2 separate regions of the Mus musculus genome follow, and region 1 is linked to region 2. Evidence: chromatin contacts called from public HiChIP or PLAC-seq data. All regions are on one chromosome and are shown on one strand. Each heading gives the region's core, a stretch centred on a gene start, on an enhancer-like site or on the middle of the called end of the contact. The rest is flanking DNA. Distances are from core to core; before and after follow the strand shown. Region 1 has its middle 18 kb from the start of Gm33327. Region 2 has its middle 12 kb from the start of Barhl2.

Region 1 (4,906 bases), core at 621-3,120, 340 kb after region 2:
TGGCCTGGTACTGTGAAGTAGAAATGAAGAAATGAAGTTTCACAGGGTAACTTCGAAGGGTATCTGGGGCCAGACTCTTCCCAATGGCTATATGGGTCAGGCAGCCATTCCCTGTGGGTTCAAGTACAACCTGAAGTGTGAGTGTATGTCTGTCTGTCTGTCTGTCTGTGTCTGTGTATACACATGGCATGGGGAGGAGGAGGATCTCAGAGACTCTGAGCAAGACAAGCAAAATCTGCAGCAGGCTCCTTGACTGCCTGAGTAGGGAGAAGGGAAATGTCAGAGTTCAGAAGCACTGACATTTCTCTAGGCTGGGGTGAGAGAGGCTGGAAGCCTTGTAAAATGTTAAGAAATGGCATAGACAACTGTATGTCTGCATAGTACTATTCCAAATGCAGAGTCTCCAATACTCATTCCTCACATGTGAAATGTGAAACCAATCGTTCAAAAAAACAAAACAACAAAAGCCTCAGGAAGGATTCATTTACTAAGACCTAACAACTTAGAAATCTCTAAAATAATAAAAATAGGAAAACGATGCTCAGAGTCTCAGTGTTTAATCGCTGGCATTGAAAGATCCAAAGTGATCGGTACCCTCAGTCCTGCATTTTACACACACACACACACACACACATGCATGCACACACACACACATACATGCACACACACGCACACGCACACACACACACACACACACACACACGCACACGCACACACATGAACCCTTCAGGAATGCTTGAAGTAGAACCCATGCCTTGGGTCTTGGTATTCAGCAGTTGCAAACCAACGCTAGCAGGTGACTGACGAAGCTGCAGTCTGATGGGTGTCGGCTACATCGAAGCAATCGATGTACAATGTACAGGAAGGTGCTGTCCACTTTAAGTGTATGGTTTTGACCCTGGACAAGAGAATGAAGTACATATTTTACATACCAACCCTACCTGGCATACCCTGCCCCCAACCCTGAACTTTCCAGCCTGGGACTGGGTTGCCCTTCCCCCAGAGGATCCTCCTTATATAATCCAGACATTTTGGTTGCTCTCTCTTCTTCTCTTCTCTCTCTGCATTTGTGCCTCTTTCTTTCTTTCTTTCTTTCTTTCTTTCTTTCTTTCTTTCTTTCTTTCTTTCTTTCTTTCTTCCTTTCTCTCTCTCTCTCTCTCTCTCTCTCTCTCTCTCTCTCTCTCTCTCTCTTTCTCTCTTATCCCTTAACCCCCACATCTTTTCCCATAGCAACTTCCCTGGCCTTGGTCCTTGGGGCCAGTGAACTCTCCCAAGTGCAGCTTCCCAATAAACCTGCCTATAATATTGTCTAACCTGGTTTAAATTGGCTCATTTAGCGACAGAAGAATAACATATCATTAAGGGTGGGTCTTGTCCTCTCTATTATTTATATCTAGAGATATCCCTCCAGACACACCCAGAGGTGTGCCTCTTAGATCGACTCCAAATCCTGTCAAGTTGACAAGACTAACTCTCACAACTGCTGAGGTAGGGTTTTAAGACTGGGGAATATACACTGTGCAGGGCAGGGTGGCCAGCTGCTGTCTTCCATGTCAAATAGCAAAAGCAGCTACGGGGTTTACTGAGGCCAGTGCCACGCTCCCTTCCCATGGTGCCCCTACTCCATCACAGAACTCAGTTCTCTGCTTCCTCCACTCGCTGAGACCTTTGGGGATAAAGCACAGTAAGGACATGTGCCGCAGACTTGGGGCTATTTATGGAGGTCAGCCTACAGACCACTGAAGTCCTCTGGTAACTGGATTTGAATGAAAGAAGTCTGAGGAGAAACCAATCTCTGTCCCCTTCCCCCACAAAGTCTCCTTAACTGGCTCCTCAGGAAATGGGGGAGTTCAGCCTGCATACCGCGGCGCCAACCTGGTTGGTGGGAACAGAAAGAATTAAAATAAGGCTCAGATGTGCTCCACTCCCCTGCCCCTTAGGACCTAATGGATCCAGAGAGAAGCGCCACAGTCATTTCCAGCCAAGGTGGGGGTCGGCACTTTGCAAACTCTCCAGTGCTCATTCTATGGCAAGGCTAAGAAAGCATTCTGCCCAGTACCTTGGTTAGAAGGATTTCCTCCCCCCTCCCCCTCTTCTCCCTACCTCCCGCTCTGTCTCCTTCCCCTCCCCCACTTCCTTCTTTATTCCCTCTCTTTCCTAGGTTCCTTCTCTCCTTCCCATAATTCCTTAAAATTGTATCTAATTTTATTTACTTATTTTTAACTAGACTTTTATCACCCCTTTTCTTATTTTTCTTCCCTCTTCTATTTAAAAACCTTGCTTCGTTCATTTTTTTCCTTTCCCAGTCCCCTTTGTTACTGTGTAATTCACGCTAATTTTATTTTTATTAATTTTAAACTTTTATGTATTCTGTGTCTGTTTTGCTGCTTCTTTCTGTCATTACTGGTGGCTAGTGGTTGCCTTTAGCTGGATTTTTCTATATTTATTTATCTCATTTGTTTTGTGTTACTGATAATGTCGCTTGTTCCCCCCCCCCCCCCCGCTTTAAACTGGCCCTGGGATTGAGCCCCCAAAAGAAGGCTGTTCCCTAGGAAGACTCTCCCTTAAAACCGAAAGAGAGATCCTTCTCAACGGATGTGCAAACACCAGCATTTACGCACAAGAAATAGGAAAAGGGAAGTGAAGGCAGCACACAAGACTTTCCAACTTTTCTGTGACAGAATCCCAAGATGTCAAAGAGGAGGAGATGGCAGGCAAAGATCAGAAAGGCAAACATTTAAAATGGTGAATGATTTGAAAGAGGACAGAAATAAATGCCCAAGTCAAGCCCATTATAGGTGGCTGTGAGCCACCATGTGGCAATTCCAGCATTGCATGAAACTGGGTGTGGTGGCTCACAGCTGCCATCTCTACACTCAGGAGTTAGAGGCAGGAGGCCCAGATGTTCAAGGCCATCCCCAGCTACCTTGGCAGTCTGAGGTCAGTCTGAGGCCCAATCATTACCACTGGATGCGCTGAAATAAAAGCAGCACCAGGTTCTAGGCTGAAGTTCTCCATCATTGCCTTTGGCTGAGCCTCGGTGTCTGCATTGGTAAACTGAGGGAATGAAAGTGAGTTGATTTTGAAGACAGTAACTCTCAGTGACAATAGCTTGCTTAGTGCCATAAATTTCAGGCCCGCACCAAAAAATAAAGACTGTTTTGACTCTGATACTTACTGACCAAGGACAGGGATCAATTCAGTTTCCTTCTCAATAAAGTAGGGCTCATGAAGGTGTCTGGTTCATGAGGGTGAAGCTGGATAAAATTTACAAAGCACTTGTGGAATAATTTCTTACTGTATTAAATTTTTTTAATTTTTTAAATTTAAAATTAAAATTCCTGTATAAAAATTTGTATCTTCCAGAAAAGCACTTTAAGACAGAAGGGAAACAACTCAGAATAGCTTCAGGAAGTCCCTGAAACTGAGCAGATTCACTAGGTGCCTTTTCCCAAGACTAAACAATAAAGACTGCTGAGAATCCCTCTCAGACAAGCCAAGCTTGCAGAGAAGATTCTAAGACCAGGCCAGCTGTCTGGAAGAAGCAGATATCAGTAGAGCTGCCAGGAAGGGGTTTAGACCAGCTAAATCACTTGGAAAGTACACTCTCCGAGCTGCCAAGCTGCCCAGCTGCCTGCAGGCTGTACAGTGTGCTCCAGGTTCCAAGATTTTGTGACCTGTCACTCATACTGGGCTTGGTTTTGATGATATAGCTGTGAGTCATTTCTGCTCCTGTAAGTAACCCATAAAACTCATTGGTTCACCAAATTTGATTTTGGTGGTATCCATACGTTGGTCTGTCTGGGATGAATAGATGTATGTGTTGTGTCTCCCAGGAAAGGTCTTGTCATACAGCTTGGCATGTGCTCTAGTATGTAATAAATGCTCAACACATGCTACCTATAACTAGTGCTAGCCTTTCCTAAGTAGAATACTTCATTCACCACTTTGTATAAATTGGACTACATACCCTGCTCTGAAAGGACTGAACAACTCAGAATGTGGCCAGTGGAGTCTGGATATTGAAATATAATAGAAACAAATAGTTTGTCAACATGTTTACATGTGTTATGGCTTGTAACAAATCTCTGAGGCCAGTAGACTAAATTTGACTTCTCAGCCATAGCCCCTTAGAGGCAGCCCTCCATTTTGTCCTGAATAACTTCTCCTCCCCTGAGTGTCAAAGGTAGGAGATGAGGAACGAGGGTCAATCAATCACTAATCAATCGCCATCAGTCACTAATTAGGAAAATGCTTTATGGCTGGATCTTATGGAAGCCTTTTCTCAATTGAGGTTTCCTCCCTTCAGAAAACTCCAGCTTGTGTCAAGTTGGCATAGGAATAGCTAGTACACATTCTAAATCCTTCCCCTGGCAATATACAAAGCCATCAGGAACAGCATTCCTCCACCTTAAGGCACAGAGCAATGCTGTCTGGGCCACACTTACAACTTGGTGCATAAGAGATTATCTACCAAGAGTCCTGCCTTGATCTTTAATCTCCCCCAGTCATTCTCTGGTTGTTGAAACCAGGGTCTTAAGTTGGGGTTGAAACAAGATGGCCCCTGAGCTGGACTGTTGTAGGGTAGCCACCAAGCAGTGTGAAGTAGGGAAGAAAATGATGTGCCACACAAAGGTGTGCTTCATCTGAGCCACTGGAGTCACCAGGACATGAGGGAGGAGGCTGGGTAGTGAACTGGGTAGCCAACCACCTGGATGCCAGGCCTGTCGTGGATCTGGGTCCCAGTGTGCTCCTTGTATCCCTGAGATTCTTTGCCTCTTGATTGTTTGTAACAGCCCTGCTACTGAAGTAGCTTCAAACAATGTATATGCCTTACAAACAAAGGGCCTCCGCATCAGAATATTCCTCCTCCTCCCCCCTCCTCCTTCTCCTTTTTACTCTTTCT
Region 2 (5,340 bases), core at 1,828-4,327:
TACTCAATCCCCCACCCCCGCACTCAAATTTCTTTGTAAGTTATGGCTCTTTAATTTTTTTTCTCCTTAACCTGAATTTAATTCTTATCAATTGTGTTAGGTAAAAAGCCCTAGAAGACATAGCTTCTACTTACCCATTGAAAACTCAGAAAACACACACACACACACACATGCGCGTGCTTACATATATATACTAACACACATGCATACATACACACAAACACACATGCACGTACATGTACATATGAACATATGAACACATGAACATACACACTAGCACACCTGCATGTTCATGCACACATGAACACACATGCACATACACAGGAACACACATGCATGTACATACACACAAACACACATGAACATATACACTAGCATATGCATGTTCATGCACACACAAACACACATGCACATATACACACAAAAGCACACACACATGCGCATGAACACAGACACACTCCATGCACACACTGATGCTCACACACACCATGCACATGCACATACTCAAGTATGTACACGCTCAGACACACTAAGGCACACTGGTGAGGTGCTCCCTCTATCAGAAGGTAGCTGACCACCTTTTTCTCTCTGTAGAGACCTGCTCTCTGCTGAGGAAGTTGACAAGTTTAAGGCCAGAGTTAGGAAGATTTAAATATACGTTTGATAAAAAAACGGTAAATGGTGTTTTGCTGCCCATCACAGCCTACCCCCAGCTAACTTGGAGGCTCCTTATTAAAACAGGATAAGTTCACATTCCACCCTGAAACCTGTCCCCAGTGAGTTATCTCCTCTACTCTGAAGCTGTTCCTCTTCCAACTGTCTTCTCATCTCTTCCCCTGCCTTAGTCAAGACCAATTGAAAAACTGACAGACCAACTGAGAAATGAAACCCAAACTGAAGTGCTTGCTTCCAGAGCTAGGGATATAGATCAGTGCTGGAGTGCCTACCTAGCATGCACGAGATCTGGGTTCAATCCCTAGAACCATATAAAAACCAGATCTTGCTTTTATGCTCACTTAAACTACTACTATTTATCTCAAATTATGAAAACAATTCAGTCGGTGGTAGCAGCCCATGCCTTTAATCCCAGTGCTTGGGAGGCAAAGACAGGCAGATCTCTTGAGTTTGGGGACAGCCTGATCTACAGAGTAAATTCCAGGACAGACAGTGCTACACAGAGAAATCTTGTTCAGAAAAAGAAAGAAAGAAAGAAAGAAAGAAAGAAAGAAAGAAAGAAAGAAAGAAAGAAAGAAAGAAAGAGGGAGGGAGGGAGAGAGAGGGGGAGGGAGAGGGAGAGAAGAAAAAGAAAAAGAGGAAAAAGAAAAGAAAGAAAAAAGAAAGGAAGGAAGAAAGAAAGAAAAAGAAAGGAAGGAAGGGAGAGAGGAAGAAAGCAAAACAGGGAGAGGGTTCAGTACCTAACCTGACCTGTGGAGGGAAGAAATGAACAACCAGTTCCAACAAATTAATCTCCCATCTCCACATGTGCGCATGTGTGCTGTGGCACATGTGTGCATGTATGCATGTGTGCATGTTTGCTGTGGCACATGTGTGCATGCACACAAATGATAGGCAGGCAGACAGACAATAGGTAGATGATCAATATAGACGATAGATAGATGATAGATAGGAAGACAGATGAAGTTGGAATTACCGCTTAGTGGTGGAGCTCCTATATAACATATGCTAAGAAAAATGGGTAACATAATTCATGGGGGGAGGGGAATATTATGTCAGGTACCATACAAACATAGAGTTTTAAAGACTATGGAGAAGTACTTGAATATGGAAAAAATGGAAGTTTAGATATGTACAGCTGTATATGATGCACAGTAAACCAAACCTAGAAATAATAAGCCACACACTGGAAGTGACTCTCTCCATCTCTACACCTGTTCTTCAGTAGGCATGCATTACTTTCACAATATGAAGTCAGTTTTAAACATTTACACAGAACTTCCACCTCCTCTGTGCCAGGTAGAAATCTGTTGCATGGAGTTATCTCTCGGTCACCTGTAATCCTACAGTTTCTTCTTTCGGTTTGTCTCCTCTATCCTTGGAGGCTGGGGTGGAGGAGGCCACAAGGATTAAAAAGAGAAAGCTACATCTTAGAAAGACCTGCTGCTTCCAGCTGGTATTCAACCAGATAACTGGAGATTCTTTCCAGTTCTGAGTTTGGGTCAAGATCAGTTCTGCTTACAAACCATCTGTTGGATGTATCCTTCTGCCAAATTTCCAAGCAGAACCAAGTAAAAACTGTGAACCCTAAGGAATGAGGTACCTGATGTCTGTAAAACATCTTGCCAAGTAAAGGGCTCCTTCCCCCCGGGGTGCTGGGTTGGGGGTGCTGGGTTGGGGGTGCTGGGTTGGGGGTGCTGGGTTGGGGGTGCTGGGTTGGGGGTGCTGGGTTGGGGGTGCTGGGTTGGGGGTGCTGGGTTGGGGGTGCTGGGTTCTGAATAGTTTGCAAGTTTCAAAACCTTGACCCAAAAATTAATTAGTAATAGCCAGTAAACTTTTAAGCTTAGTTCTCCTCCTCCCCTCTCATTAACATCCCTCTGTATGGGTTTTTAACCTGTCACCTTTGCTTTCCTTAAAACACCCCACATGTCTGCAATAGCAAAGCTAAAAGTGGGACAAAAGTCAAACAGGAAAATGGAGAGCAAAACAGACCCTCTGGATCTCAACTTCATCCTGGCAGGCCACCGTATCTGCTTCCCATCCCAGGCTTGAAAGCAGCTATAACTGCTGTCGTAGATGAAGTGGGAAGGCCAACTCTACCCTAATAAGAGTCTTTGTGGGTGTACTTTGGGTATGTGAAAATAATTGAGTCTTTTACAGGGATGATGAGACCCCAGAGAAGGCAGATGGCACGTGCCCACTTGCCTGATGGCATCCTCTGGGCACTGGAGGGGGCAAAGGATTTTAAACAAAATAAGAGAGGGTAAGAAAGAGGAAAACAGGAAAGTGAAATTTGTGCCTTGATTCTGCAGTCTAGCTCTGCAGTCTGGGTAGCCTCTTCCCCACTCAAACAAGCAGAAGCAAAAAGAAAGGAATCCAGCAACTGGCACAAACCGCTGAGGTTGCTGTGCTCTGATTGGACGAGACTACGGTAGGCGGGACTGGCACAGCCACCAGCACAAGGAGACACAGCAGGCGGAGGTGGAAAGAACTGCCTTTTGGTAGTTAGCTCTAACGTAAACCTAGATTCATGGGAACGTCTAAAATGTGGACTGCCAGAAATTTCAAAGGCAAAGAAAAAAATACAAAAGTGTGTGGGTTCGTCAATTTGGGTTATGTGTGAATTTTTGGTCTATCACTGCATAGCAAGGAAAGATGTGACATTTGTTCCTTTAATCACATATGTGACACAATGTCTTCACTCGAGGCCAGTGAGGACACGTATGTCCCCTTTAAAAATCTTAATTTAATGACACTATATTGTAAGCCTCTACTAATAAACTATTTGTGAAAATAGGACAGATAAGAAAGTCGTATGTTAAATGGTCCCCAGTCGCCTTACTCCCAATGAGAAACGGCTGATACTGGGACAGGAACCTTTCACCTTACAAATACTCAGCCCTCTGGAGGGCAACTGTTAGTTCAAGACTCTGAGAGATAAGTTTAGTCGTTTCACCAAATATATTTTCATCTTGTGAGTAATATCAGGACAACTTTTAGTCAAATTGGGAGTCTTAGCAAGTCCATTTACAACTAAATCATTAAGTCTTTGCATTCAGCAGTAAAGCTGGCCTGTCCGAAAGAGACCTGCCATGAGAATCTCATATTTGGACACTGCCACACACGGCTTGCCTTCTCCGAAGTAGTGTGGTAATCACAGCCTCCCAAGCCGGTTCCTAACACCCAGCCAACAGTGTTTAGAACAGTTTGCCTTCCATGAGGGCACTCTAGTTTTGTGGCTTAGGAGTGCACCACCAGCGGTATTATAAATTCCAACTGCTCTCTAGAAAACATGTCTCCTCTTTCCCTTTCCCGTAGACACGGCCTAATAGAGGCCTTTGAGTGTCTCTTCCTCCAGCCTTCACGGGCTTTGGGGAAATCCTGATCTCCAATGGTGCCCAAACCCACAATCGTGGATAATTCACACTCCCAAAATCATTGGGTGTCAGTTCCTAATTTCCATTAACCTTTCTATCCCTCTAACCCAGCTAGGAAGAGAAAGAAGGGAGCCAGAAAGTTGAAGAAACTGACTCCAGGAACTGAAGAAAGGTTACCATGCAGTCCTGATCTCTTAGGAAGAGTGAGCAGGAGGTGGGTCCTGATGCACAGCGCTGCAAAGCTTATTTTATTTTCTTCATGGGAGATGGAGACCGGCTTTTTATTTCTTCCACAACTCACAGCACTGCTCTGGAGGTCATCCCGAGAACTGTTCCTGAAATATATCTGGATTTTTGACCCAGGTCTGTCTATAGGTGCCTTTCCCAGACAATCATCCTGAAACTCATCTGCCACCTCTGTCACCACCAGCACAGGAGCTTACAAGGCCGCCAGACTGCCCTGAGGCCAGGCAAGCACAGAGACCCGAGCGCCTAGCTACCGGGACTTGAAGGCACCAGCGCCTGGTGCATTCTGCGCCGCGGGCCGGCCGGGAGTGGCACAGGGCCTTGCCCTCCCAAGGGCAGCACCGAGGGCCAAGGCCAGGTTCTGCCTCGCGCTCGGTACGCGGTTTTCCTTTCAGGGCCTCCTATACGATCAGACGGTCGCAAAAAGTCGTGAGCACGCGTGGAGGGAGAAGCGCTGCAGATCATGAACCCCGCGTGGCTCGACCTCCTCCGCAGAGCTTGTCTTCCAGCTGCGGAGACCTCGCGCGACTGAAGCAGAAGAGCCGCCGGGCAGGTTCCAAGGGAGACCCCCGCAGCGGCCGGGGCTCGGGGGCCTTCCGTTAAGAACTTATTAAGTGGGGGGCGGTTAAGAGTTGATCTGTCGCAGAGCGCTACTTACCCCCATATTTTTGAATTACTTGTATTGATCTGAGACTGTGTTCTTTGGAATGTGACCCTGTCGGACTTCGAGTTAATCAGGAAGCGCTGCCGGGGAGGGCTCCTTGTAATCACGGGACCTCCCCACCCGTGGGCACACTCCCCCACCCCACCCCACCCTTCTTAGTAGCCTGGGCCTTGCCTGGAACCGCCTGCCCTTGTCTTTGCTCCACAGCACGACCTGGGAGCTGTCTGTGGTGCTAGGAAAGAGAACCTTGGAGATCGCCAGAAGAAGGGCCAAGCAAGGAGAAGTAAAGAGGAAGAAACAGAATGGCAGCGCGCCCAGAAAAGCTCACAATGACAGAGGCCTTCACATCCCAGCTAGGAGAAAGCAAGGCAAAGGTCT

What was found. HiChIP or PLAC-seq counts read pairs in DNA pulled down with a chosen protein or histone mark.
Region 1: a contact with region 2 is called in an H3K4me3 HiChIP or PLAC-seq map of craniofacial prominence, with 4 times the contacts expected there. The contact joins two enhancer-like sites. A contact is called at or near these places in 6 of 39 promoter capture datasets (the HPC-7 cell line, embryonic stem cells, hippocampal neurons and 2 more), 16 of 484 Hi-C or Micro-C datasets (B cells, CD4 single positive thymocytes, DN2 thymocytes and 13 more), 15 of 115 datasets of contacts at active chromatin or transcription factors (bone marrow-derived macrophages, craniofacial prominence, embryonic basal ganglia and 9 more) and 2 of 9 other capture datasets (adipose tissue and embryonic stem cells).

What each region holds. Positions count from the first base shown.
Region 1 is chr5:106,782,466-106,787,371 of GRCm38.p6, forward strand. No RefSeq gene overlaps it. Among named protein-coding and RNA genes, the nearest start is that of Gm33327, 18 kb to the right of the region's middle. Within about 2 kb of position 1,871, at least 22 of the 459 cell types and tissues checked have an H3K27ac peak or open chromatin away from gene starts, as enhancers often do. A contact at or near this core is called in craniofacial prominence, where this site is marked.
Region 2 is chr5:106,443,699-106,449,038 of GRCm38.p6, forward strand. No RefSeq gene overlaps it. Among named protein-coding and RNA genes, the nearest start is that of Barhl2, 12 kb to the right of the region's middle. Within about 2 kb of position 3,078, at least 17 of the 459 cell types and tissues checked have an H3K27ac peak or open chromatin away from gene starts, as enhancers often do. A contact at or near this core is called in craniofacial prominence, where this site is marked.